Regions from separate parts of the Mus musculus genome. Here region 2 is linked to region 1. Evidence: chromatin contacts called from public Hi-C data. All regions are on one chromosome and are shown on one strand. The core of a region is the stretch at or near the end of the contact, and the rest is flanking DNA. Distances in the headings are between cores, read along the strand shown.

Region 1 (5,972 bases), core at 521-3,020:
CTTCTCTTCTTTCCCCTATCCTCTTTTCCCCTCTTCTCCTCTTCCCTCCCCACTCCCCTCCTCTACATTCCCCTCCCTTTTCCCCTCCCCTCTCCTCTCCTTTCTCCCTCTCCCCTTTCCATTTTCCTTCCCTCCTCTTCCCTCCCCTCTCCTCTCCTCCCCCTCCTCGCTCATCTTCCCTTCTTCTCTTCCTTCCCCTATCCTCTTTTCCCCTCTTCTCCTCTGCCCTCCCCCTCTCCTTTTCTCCTCCCCTCCTCTTTTCTCCCCTCCCATCCTCTCCTCCCCTCTATTCTTTTCTCCACCCCTCTCCCCCTCATTTCTCCCATTCCTCCCTTCTGTCCAGCCCTATTCCTTTCATACCTATTCCCATACTTTCTAGTCCCTACAAACAAAAAGTACACCCCTGTGGCGAAGCTAGCTTCCATGGTCAGATCACTGCTCTACAGCTGCCCCACACTGAGGCCCATGTTCTGTTCTAGTTCCCTGAAACCACAGTGATTTTGGGGAAGGAGGATGAAATAAAACCCTACCCACTGCTCATACTCAGTATGTAGGGAAGAAACAGGCTCTGCAAAGATTGCTGAGCAAAATCCCTGCTGAGATAGTTGAGAGTCAGTGCAAAGAAATGGTAGTTTAAATCCACAACAGGGGGGTGCCAGACTGTCCTTGCCTGAGGCTTTTCTGGTCAGAGGACTGTGCCTGCCCACTCTATGTACTGTTTAAGCACCCACCCCACCCCCAGATCCTCTTTGTAGATTAGCCAGCCCTATGGTAGCTCAGCTTGTCTTTGTTCAATCTAAACCTCAAGCTTGTCTGAAATCTTACAAGATAGGTGGAAATCAGAATGGGACACGGGCTGTGGGTGGCTTTGGCAGTACGCGTCTCTATTAAGTAGACTCAATTTAGTACTGGGTAAAGGGAAAGACGAAATTAGAATCGTGGTTGGCAGAAATAGTCTCCATCTGGCACTGTAATTACACACTGTCTTGACCTGAGCAATCTTTGCTGTTCCAAATGCTGTTTCCTTTGGAAAGCAAATTTTAAAAGACGCTGTAAACCACAGGTTAGGAAATACATGGTTCCAAATATCCACCACACCTTTTAGACAAGGGAGTCGTATCCTGCTTCTCTATTATGGCTCTGTCTTTTATAATTAAATGAACTCTCTAGTCACCCGATGAATGTCACCTCTTTACAGCGGGATAAACAGAAGAGATCTCCGGGTCTATTTTCGCCAGTGACATCAGACACTATTTCGATGGGGCTATGACTCAGTATCCTCCTTGGCGCCCTCACTCCTGAAGTTCTTTTAAGGGTGAGCCTGGGTTGCTGCCGGCATGCGGCATTTTCAGAGCCTCATGGAGCTCTTTATATCAACCCTTGACTTCACCTTCAATGCCAACAGGAAATTGTATATGGCTCTAATCTCCCCAGTAGAGCTCTGCCAGAAAGCCGGGTTCTGTGCGGTATAATGGCGCCACCTACTGGTCACACGTGTCCTCCTTTAGCCTGCCTCCGTTTTGTTTTTTTGGTGTTCTGTTTCCGTATTCTGATGTGTCTGTCCTCAGAGACTTTGTTTTTAGCTTTTCTACTTCGCAGCTGCAGCAAGCTGGACTGATAAGCAAACGATATCACCACCTGATCGTCTGTTCTATAGGTCCTAAGATCTTACCGCTGACGGGGGAAGTCATGGACAGACACCAGCTTGACTTGATGACTCTGTCCTTGAACCCAAGCAGCCTGATAATCCAGCCTGATGATCCGGGCCGAGCCTCACTTCCCTTGCCTCAGCCAAGCGGCCGTGCAAACCTTCACTAGACCCCAAACGCCCTTCCTACTCCCTCAACGGGCACCTGCTCTCCTAGGCATCCACACAAATGGATTGCTTTTAAACAGAAAATGACACTGACTGTCACTAGACGTAACAAGTGCCTTATGTACATTTCATTGGAAGCACAAGCTGAAATTAGCCTGTCAGAATCTTACTTTTCTGGATGCCAGTGTGTCGTGTGGCAGAATTAGCTCAAGAGAATAAAGAGCAGGCTTGCCTGTCAGAGAGCTTCTCTCCACAATTCTCTTGCTTTGTGTGCCTGGCTTAATTCAAATGCTTTTTTCATGCTTGAAGGGGTAGGTGTGTGTGTGTGCGTGTGTGTGTATGTGTGTGTGTGTGTGTGTGTGTGTGTGTGTGTGTGTGTGTGTGTGTGTGTGTGTGTGTGTGTGTGTGTGTCTGTGTGTGTGTGTGTGTGTGTGTGTGTGTGTGTGTGTGTGTGTGTGTGTGTGTGTGTGTGTGTGTGTGTGTGTGTGTGTGTGTGTGTGTGTGTGTGTGTGTGTGTGTGTGTGTGTGTGTGTGTGTGTGTGTGTGTGTGTGTGTGTGTGTGTGTGTGTGTGTGTGTGTGTGTGTGTGTGTGTGTGTGTGTGTGTGTGTGTGTGTGTGTGTGTGTGTGTGTGTGTGTGTGTGTGTGTGTGTGTGTGTGTGTGTGTGTGTGTGTGTGTGTGTGTGTGTGTGTGTGTGTGTGTGTGTGTGTGTGTGTGTGTGTGTGTGTGTGTGTGTGTGTGTGTGTGTGTGTGTGTGTGTGTATATGTGTGTGTGTGTGTGTGTGTGTGTGTGTGTGTGTGTTACCCTTCTAAACTTCGAAATTATCACTGCATGAGTGTGTGTGGTGGGGGGGGGTGTTGGGGTGAAATTGCCATTTCCTATAAGGTCCCAATGCTTTTTCCCCCTTTTACTTTATCTCTGCAAATGAGAATTTATCAAAGGCTAAGCCTTAGTCTTTTGTGATAAAAAAAAAAAAAAAAAAAAAACCTAACAAAGTATGCCGGTGGGGGGAAAAAAAATATGTAAAATTCACATTGCTGCTGGAAAGATCAAAGCTTAAGGATGCTGCCCAGAATGACTGATTTCCCGTCAGCTCCGAGGCTTCAGGACACCAGCGAGCTCTTCTGTGAAAGCAAGGTGTTAGAAGCAGGTGTCTGAGATGCTTAGGGCTGTTAGAGGTCTCACTGGTCTCTCTGGTATGTTGCCCCCTTCTGGCAAAGGGCAGCTTATAATCTGATCCTTCAGAGAACAGCTTCAATGCATACTACTCACATGAACAGCCGCTACAGACCTAACACCACACAGATGAGAGTGTTACAAACTGAGATTGTTCCAGAATTGATGCTCAAGTTGAGTGAGTCCACTTTCTGCCAAGTAAAGGAACACCAGAGAAACTTAAAAAAAAAAAAAAAAAAAAAAAAAAAAAAAAAACAGAAACAAGGGTTGTTTGTGTTTGTAGTTACACGCCTGGCTTTTGGGAAATAGTGGTTGACTCTATCCTTGTTGCCTGTGTTGAGGAATAACATCAATGGTGGAAAGTTCTCTTCAAGGACATGTCCCCAGTGAACTCATTTCCTTCCATGGGGCCCACATCTTAAAGGTCCCATCATCTGCCCATCAGATAGGGACCAAAGATTGCAGTGTGGGGATGTTGTCTCAGCCCAGATTTTAAACTACAGCCAATGAAGCTGCCACAAGTCCTTGTGAGCAAGTCTTCAGATGTATACGCTTTCACTTTCTTGAGTAAAAACTAAGAACACCAGGTAGACATTGTGGATACATTTCTGGATCACATGAGAGGCACACATGGAAGATACTGCAGAGGCTCACCACCCCTTCTGTAGCGTCGGGTGGTGATTCAGTCTCATGACTCCTGGGTTACAGAGCTTGGCATCCTGGACCCTTTGTGTGCTCTTCAGCACCGTGCAACCCACTCTTTGATGGACTTTGCCAGGAGGTGCCTTTCTGTGATCATTCACCTGCATTCCTCACAGTGCCGGCTATTGTTGGATGTGCTTGTACCGTGTGGTTCCATTGATCTGCCCTCAGTGAGAAACCATAGTCCCTCATAAGGAGCAGGTCCAGCTTCCCAATCCTGACTTGCCGTTATTGTGCACAGGAAGACCAACATGAGAGCTTTCTCACCAATCTCCATTATTTCCTTGTAGAGCATAAACCATGCACTTTACAATCAATTGCTCATAAGAAGATGCCTTTTGGTAAAACATTAACCAAAATTAATCTTTAGTTTTATGCCCAAATGCATCTGTGGAAAGAAACTTTTCATACATCTATTTGTTTACCAAAGATATGTTTTCCTCTGAGAAACATTTTCTTAGGAACATTGGTCTAAAATTAACAAATACTTCCTTCAAATCATTTGATAAAATAATTAACTCCTCTATCACCTTTACTTTTAAAAACTTTTTACAAAGTATTTAAAGTATAATCACCTAGAAGTTAGAGAGTTTTAACACAGGGTTTGTTTGTTTGTTTGGTTGGTTGGTTGGTTGGTCCTCCTGTGCCAATATTTATGTTTTATCTCAGCATGGTGTCAATTCTACAACATGTAATTGGTTGGGTCTTATTATTCATACTCATTTCAGAGTTTTCAAAACTAATTGGATCAGAATTAAGGAGGATAAGCAAAGGAAGATAGGTCAGTATATGGCTATACACATATACCATCTGCATATGTGTATGGATATGTGTGAGCTAGAAAGAAAGGATAGGTGTAATTTCTATATTAAAAATCATTACAGATGACTTTTCTCCTCCAGTAGCATGAGTAGTGCCTTCCAGCACTGTGAAGCTAGCCACAAGGTATGAAGTTTTCAGACCAGTGCCCCAGCTTTCTTTGGCTACGTGCTATGACTCAAGCAGCCATCAGTCCTGCCTCCCTGCGAACCCTGAGAACTGTCACAATGACTAGCCTGATGTGCCCACTGATACAACTGCAAAAGATAGTGTCCTGGGAGGAACCAATCACTTTCTGATTGGATTTATGCCTCAGCCCACATGCTGAAACTGTTACCTGGCACCATTATCAAGCCAACCACCAATGGCTACACTGATCATACAAATTCCTCATGGGAGAACCCAGGGCTATTATTCTGCTAAATGGGCATGGTACTGAACCAAGTCCTTATGACTTATCACTGGAGCCATAGATGAGTGCATCTCTCAGTCCTCATCAGAGAAGTCTCTTTCTCTAGTAGACAATGATAAATACAGGGACCCACAACTGGACAAGGTGTGGAGAAGAGCTGTGCTCAGCCCTGAGTATAATAGTAGATCCACGCCACACTGCTCCTCCCAGGCTCAGAGATCACTGGTAAAGGGGGGATGGAAAGAATGTAAGACCCAGACTGCTGGGTCACTCCAAGGAAAACACTGTCCTCTGGACACAGCAGGGCTGCCACACATACAAACCCATGGCAGTTCTGGTAGCATACTCAGGCCTGTGCAAGCCTAAGCCTGAAAGCACAGAGATGGGAATTGGGTACAAGGCACCCATCCCAGCCAAGGAACTACTAGCAACTAATAGGTGCGAGAAGAGGGAGGTACAGTTCTCTGAGGGTGTAGTCCCTGGTAAGGCAACCAGGCTTCTGTGGAAGGGCATACATCCCAGAATAAATGGGAGGCACCAATTGGACAATAGGTTGCTTTGTATTCTTTTTTCTTAAGACACACAGCTGGGTGGATAGAGAAGAGGAGGTGAAACTTGGAAGTAAATCCTTCTTCCAAGGAGAAGGATGAAAATTATCCAACCGCACACAAACCTCAAAAAGAACTAATAAGTGTAATATATATATATACTTATGTGTAGAAACACATATATGTATATATAATAAGTATATATACTTGTTACACATAAGTATATATATATAATTATATATATCTTATATAATATATAAAGTATAATATATACTATATGTAAGTATACACTTCATATATTAAGTATAATATATACTATCTATAAGTATATGATAATATATGTAATATATTAAGTATAATATATACTCATTATATACATAATAATAATTACAGATATATAAACCTATTAAATGGAATTGCATGCATTTGTAGTATTCTACTAGTCCACTCTATTGAAACATAATTTCCCTAACCATATATAAAAACAAGTAAACATTAC
Region 2 (6,534 bases), core at 2,038-4,537, 260 kb before region 1:
AGTGCATGATATGGAAGAGTTGTGTGTGTAAATGAATCCATGTCCACACATCAGCCCATGCAAAGCTAGAAGTGAGTGATAAGTTATTTCTCCACCGATGAAATGAGCCAATTCAAGCCAGATTCGAGTATATTAAATGCAGGTTTCTTGGGAAACTGCTCTGGGCTGGTGAGTTCACTGGCCCTAAGGAAAGAGGCCAGGGAAGTCACTGTGGGAAGGGAGAGAGAGGGGAGGGGGTGGGGGAAGAGACAAAGAGTGAGCCCCAGCCCTTGTGCAGCGAGAGGGCAGATAGGGAAAAACTAAAATGGCTGGATTATATAGGGAAGAGCCTCTGGGGGAAGGGCAGCCCAGCCTCTAGGTTGGACATTTCAGGGCTGGGGAGCAGGGTATGCCAGGTAGGGACTGAGTGATGCTGGGAGAACCCGGAAGCCATGTCTGCTCTGATATGCAAAATATGCATCCCAGTCCATTGTCCTGGGTTTGAAACCAAACAGTAAGGATGAGGATGGGTTAGCAAAATGTACAGCAATCTTATTAAACTTCAGTCCTCTACATCCATGCAAATGAATGTTAATAAATATGTAGGATAAAATGGTTTCCAAAATGTGGAAGCAAACCAAGTCTAGACTAACAGTTTGTCTACTTCACAAACCTGTACAGCCAGCTATACAAGGCCTTTAAAGAATGTTACTATGTTAACAAAGAATCTCTTGGAATGGGAAGTTATACCTGTTATGTTTGACTTTTTTTTTTTTTGGCTAGTTTTCCTTGCTTGCAAAGGATGTAATAATTTGTAGTGTGGAAAACTCAAATTATTTTCCAAGAATAAAATACCAAAACTACATTGCCTAAAACAAAAAGCTCCTATCTAGACAGGTCCTTCCTTCATTAACAGTTTGCTTTGTTAGCTGAGACAGGTTAGAATTTTCTAAGCGCTCCTTAACACACTCAGAGAGAGAGACAAGAAAGGAGAAATGGCAAAGAAAATACAGGAAACATGAAAACAGCCAGGCTTTCAAAGTACAGGTTCCAGGTCCTCTAATAAGCACTTTCGAGCTTCCAGACTATTTCAGCCATCATCCTGCCTGTGCCCCAGAGCCTGATACAACCTCTCTAGCACCAGGCTGAGATCTATGCTTTGTCAATTGCAAACAAAGATTCTTTCCGATTTCAAATACAGGAAAGTTGTCTTTGGGTCACCCTGGGTTACCTCTTTATCTAAAACACAAGCACCAAGTTCAGATTAGGGCTATTTGCTCTTCCAAGTTTTGTCTTGAGTGACACTGTTTGCAGCTAGCTAAGAAGCCATTTGGGACTGAAAAAAACAAAAAAACAAAAAAACAAAAAAAACAAAAACAAAAAAAACAAACAAAACCAGGAACTCACCATGCCAGCAAAGCATACTGGATTTTGTTCTTGATTTTGTTTTGCTTTTTCCTGATCTCAATTTTTTTCAGCTCTGCAAATATTACAGGTTATGGAATGATCCAACCAAGTTCAATATCACCTTCTTGTCTTAAGACTCAAATTTTTAATTTCAAAGTATTTCAAGGCAAGATGAACACATACAAAAATATCAGAGGGCATTCTCTTAAGCCCCTCTCTCTTCTCTCTCCCTCCCTTCTCCTGTCTCTTCTCCCCTCTCCCCTCTCCCTCTTTCCCTTCCTCCCTTCTTGCCCTCCCTCCCCCCTCTTGTATGTGAGTGTGCATGTGTGTATATGTGTATGTGTATGAATGTGTGAGTGTGTGTATATGAGTGTGTGTGTGTGAGTGTGCATGTGTGTATTGTGTGTATGTGTGTATGTGTAAGAGTGTATGTGTGTGTGTGTGCATGTGTGTGTGTGTATATATGGTGTGTGTGTGTGTATGAGTATGTGTTTGTGTGTGTGAGGGTATGTGTGTGTGAGGGTATGTGTGTGTATGTGTGAGTGTGTATATGAGTGTGTGTGTGTATGAGTAGGTGTGTGAGGGTATCTGTGTGTGCATGTATGAGTGTGTGTGTGTATGAGTGTGTGTTTGTGTGTGTGAGGGTATGTGTTAGGGTATGTGTGTGTATGTGTGAGTGTGTATATGAGTATGTGTGTGTATGAGTAGGTGTGTGAGGGTGTCTGTGTGTGCATGTATGAGTGTGTGTGTGTGTGTGTGTGTGTGTATGAGTGTGTGTTACTGAGAACTGAGCTCAGGCTCACACTCTAGGTTCACTCACATACCAGCATTGCTTGTGTCAATTTTGAGTATTTCAGGCTCAAACTTTTCCTTTACCTCACTTTTCTATTGCACCTGTGTGCAACACAACATTCAAATTAGGATTCCGAGTCTTGAGTTTCTAGCCTCAAATCTTTCTTTGTTGACGCAAGTAATAGTACTTCCTTTGTGGACTTTTGGGGTAACATCCTAAGCTGATAATAAAGGTTCCTAATTGCTTCCCACTGTGACCAACTATGACTCACACCATGGTATTTAAAGCAGGCAGAGTTCATGGGACTTCTGTTGTTGAAACTTTTCAAGCCTCTGGATGTCTCGGGAGTGGTGACGTCCAATGGCATGTCACAGGAGCTGCTGGTGAGCATAAGGGGGTGATGAAAGAGATGGCCCTGCATCCTTTTGCTGGACAAACACTGAGAAGGGACACTGCATGTGGGCAGTATGGACTCCTGATCATGCTTGCTGTAGCAGACAGCTGACTTAGATGTTTGGCTACACACACTGATTCGAGGAACAAGCAACCGATTCTGGGAAAACAGACTGGGAAGCTGATCTTTTAAGAGAAGCCCTCGAAAGACCAGGTCTGTCCTCACCACAGCGTTAGGTGAAGACAAAGGGTAGATTGCTATTTCTCCTGCTACCTTCATCTTCTCCCTCTCTAAGCAGTTTGGAGAGCTTCCCAGATCCTATCTATGTGCCTTTCCAAAACCATGGAGGCTGAAGAAATAGGAGGGATGTGAAGATAAACTTGGTTTGTTATCATGGACAGGTTTCTTCTTTTCCCTATATGGTGGAGTTTTCTGTGTCATACTGCCTGCTAACTTTGCCTGCTTCACCCCCTACACATACACACACACACACACACACACACACACACACACACACACATCTGACAAGTCTCATTTGTATCCAGACATGGAAATCTGAGTGTTTGCTGCAGAGGACACATCTGTCCTCAGAGCCTGCCCACAGCCGACACTGGCTAAGAGGAGGATTCATTACTGACGCTCAGACTACTTCGTTGCATGGTAAAGCCGTGCTTTTTCTGCAGTGGCTGTTCCGGTTTTCCTCCTCTCCAGATGTTGCCTCGGTACCACGTGATAAAACTGATGCTGGGGTTAGCTGAGCTGGAAGAGAAGAGGCAGTATGTCATCCCCGGGTTCTGTGAAATTCTATTTTAAATCAGGAGGAGGAGGCGTGGCAGGTGAGAGAGACAGAGTGCTCTTGATGGTAACAGGGAGGCAGAAAGACCCAGCTAACTGTAAAATCCCCCCCTTGAGCATCTGCCTGAACATAAAAATACAACCATACTCTCAGGTCAGCCTGGATTCACACAAGGGTGATCATGGCAGGAGGAGCACAATCGAAACGTGCTCTGAATAAGTGATGACACCCATCTTCTTTGTGTGCTTCTGAGTTAAGTGCTATGACAGATTGAATATTGCCTCCCCGCACCCCAAAGAGATGGCGAACCCACAAACCCAGGTGCTGAAGATGAATGAGACCTTATCTGGAAATAAGATCCCTGCAGAGGCCACATGGGAGACTTTATCATTGTTATGGGGAAATACCTGAAAAAAAAAAAAAAAGCCGGGAAGGAAGGAAGAGTTTGTTTTGGACCAACACTGCATGGGAAAATATAGTGTCTGAGGTGTGCTACATCATCACTTAGAAACACACAGGTGCTACAGGGGATGTAAACAGGATATGATACGATTTCCTTGAATGAAAAGGGGCTTCCAGCTCGTGAGTGCCAGAACAAGGCTTGACACCTCTTGAAAATTAAAAAAAAAAAAAAAAAAAAAAAAACTGGGGCTGGAGAAGTGGCTCGGGAGTTAAGAGCACTTACTGTGTTCATAGAAGCCCTGGGTTTGGTTTGGGCATCCACGCTGCACCTCACCATTGTCTGTAATTCTCCTTCTGGTGAAATCTGACACCCTCTTGTGGCCTTCACGGGTATTAAATGCACAGGGTACACACACACACATACCTAAAGCCAAATGCTCGCACACACAAAATAAAAAGATGTGGTATTTACATTTTAAAAAGAAGAAGAAAGACCCGAGCTGCACCACAAAGAGGCTTCTATTCTACTCTTACAGGTTTGATAGAATTGTAACATTTTGTTGTTTTGGTTTCAATCTGAGGATTGAACCTATGACCTCACACATGCAAGGCAAGAACACAGCTGCTCTGCCACTGAGAAATGTTTCACTCCAGGACCGCAGGCTTTTTGACAGGAGGACAGATCAACAGACTGTCTACAGGGTTAGAGAATGGAGTTGGGGTGCTGACAGGTCATTTGCTCTCCACCAGTCTGCATCTCGCACCTCCATCACCCCCATGAGAACAGTGCCCCCCGTGGCCAGTTCTATAAACACAGATGATCACCTTTGCAGCAGCGCCACTTTAACAGGGGACATTTAAAAAGGTAAGGCACCTGCTGGCCTGCATCTGGGAGAACTGCCGTTTCTTAAGTATGAGTGGCAAGCACTGGTCTGTCTGCTGTACCTTACACAATCAGAATGCAAATTTGCCCTCAGGAGCCTTGGTCACTGAGACCAGTATTTGTATTGTTAGGAGCAGAACATGACCCTGATTGATTTAAGCATATATGTATATATATGATTGATATGTATATATATATATATATATATATATGTATATATATATATATATATATATACACACACACACACACACATGCATATATGTATACACACACACAGTTTCTTCAAAGGTCATGTATTGACAATTTTTCAAATCCTAAGAAAGATGGGTCAAGATATAATAGGGAAAATACCATCCCTAAGCACACATTGAGTAATGCACAGCCTTGCACTGAAGATTGGCAAGATGGTTTGGACCACTGCAACTGCTCTCATCCTAGACATTCTAACCTCCCCTCTGCGATCCTCCTGCTAGCATCCTGGAGACCAGACACTACATTAACCAACTTTTCTGCAGCCAGGATGAGTCTGGCCAGTTGTGCAGCTATCACACAGAAGCAAAGTCCATGAGCAATGTATTTATTCAGAGATGAGCCTGGACAAGCAGAGCCTGCATCCCCCTCAAACCAACAAAGGGATAGAATGTAGTCCAGTTTGTCCAGGGGAAAGAGAGGGAACCACGCTATGGTATCCCCTGCCATGCTTTTTGTGGTCCAATTTAGCTACCATGAGCTCACTCTGAGTCAAAGACCAGATGCCTGTGTCACAATGTCACATAAAACTTCATCCCAAAATTAATTTTAAAACCCAGGGGACCTGAGCAGTCAGTCAAAGCTGTGTGACAGAAAAATCACAGGAGGTGCAGAGTGACCCATTCAAGGTCAGGGCACTCATTAGTGCTATTCAAAGACAGCTCAGAGTTCCTCCCTGTTCCCCAGACGCATCAAGTCACCCCTGCCTGTGCTGAGGTGCCAGAGTGGGGACATGCAAGAGGATGCCCACACATTCACTCACTTGCTGGCACTTATTCATGTACATGCGTACATGAAGTGTGTGTGTATATATATATATATATATATATATATACACACACACACACAATATATGTATACACACATATATGTGTGTGTGTATATATATATATATATATATATATATATATATATATATATCCATGTATATGTATGTATATATTCTGCATGGTTTTGTTTTAATAGTCATGTCTCTACTTAAACACAACAATTTTCTTCTATCCGGCACATACTTGAGTTGACAGAGAAAACCCCTCATAAGGCGAGAAACCTAAGAAAGGACAGAACGAGTTAGCAATGAAGTCACATGTCAACAACAACATGAGGTGTCAGTCACAGTGAAATAACCCAAGTAGTTCCAGGCAAAGTTACTAATTCAGGTAAATCTGTTTAAGGATGGAACATACCAGTGTTGCTACCAGGGTCCTTTGCAGTGGTGGCTCACATAAACTTCTAGAACTTCTACACCTGGAGCAAGGCACAAAGCTTCAAGATGAATTCGAACCAAGGATAGGACACAGCAAAGAAGTTCATGCTGTGCCTGCGTCCTCAGTGAGGATGTCCATTCAGCCACCCAACCTTACATGCTAAATCCAACGGAGACTCTCAGAGGGTCCTGAGGGTCACAGTAAGCATCACAAAACCCCCAGGAGATGCAGCCATTGGCCTAGTAAAGGGCAAAGACAACTAACACCACAATAGTAGGAACTATCATTAGCTCTTTAATTTTTTAAAATAAGCCTAATGTTTACTTGTGACATTTAAAAAATCTTTAGTGTCTTCTGGCTAGTGTTCCAGTTTAACATACTTAAAGACCGTGATTTGTTAGACTTACATATTACTAATCT

The links. A called contact is a pair of places that touch in the nucleus more often than the background predicts.
Region 2: a Hi-C map of cortical neurons shows a contact between it and region 1, with 2.7 times the contacts expected there. The contact joins two enhancer-like sites. A contact is called at or near these places in 8 of 484 Hi-C or Micro-C datasets (cerebellar granule neurons, cerebral cortex, cortical neurons and 2 more) and 1 of 115 datasets of contacts at active chromatin or transcription factors (astrocytes).

Annotation. Positions count from the first base shown.
Region 1 is chr17:9,027,424-9,033,395 of GRCm38.p6, reverse strand. No RefSeq gene overlaps it. Among named protein-coding and RNA genes, the nearest start is that of 1700010I14Rik, 42 kb to the right of the region's middle. Within about 2 kb of position 1,770, at least 64 of the 459 cell types and tissues checked have an H3K27ac peak or open chromatin away from gene starts, as enhancers often do. A contact at or near this core is called in cortical neurons, where this site is marked.
Region 2 is chr17:9,284,629-9,291,162 of GRCm38.p6, reverse strand. No RefSeq gene overlaps it. Among named protein-coding and RNA genes, the nearest start is that of 6530411M01Rik, 120 kb to the right of the region's middle. Within about 2 kb of position 3,287, at least 14 of the 459 cell types and tissues checked have an H3K27ac peak or open chromatin away from gene starts, as enhancers often do. A contact at or near this core is called in cortical neurons, where this site is marked.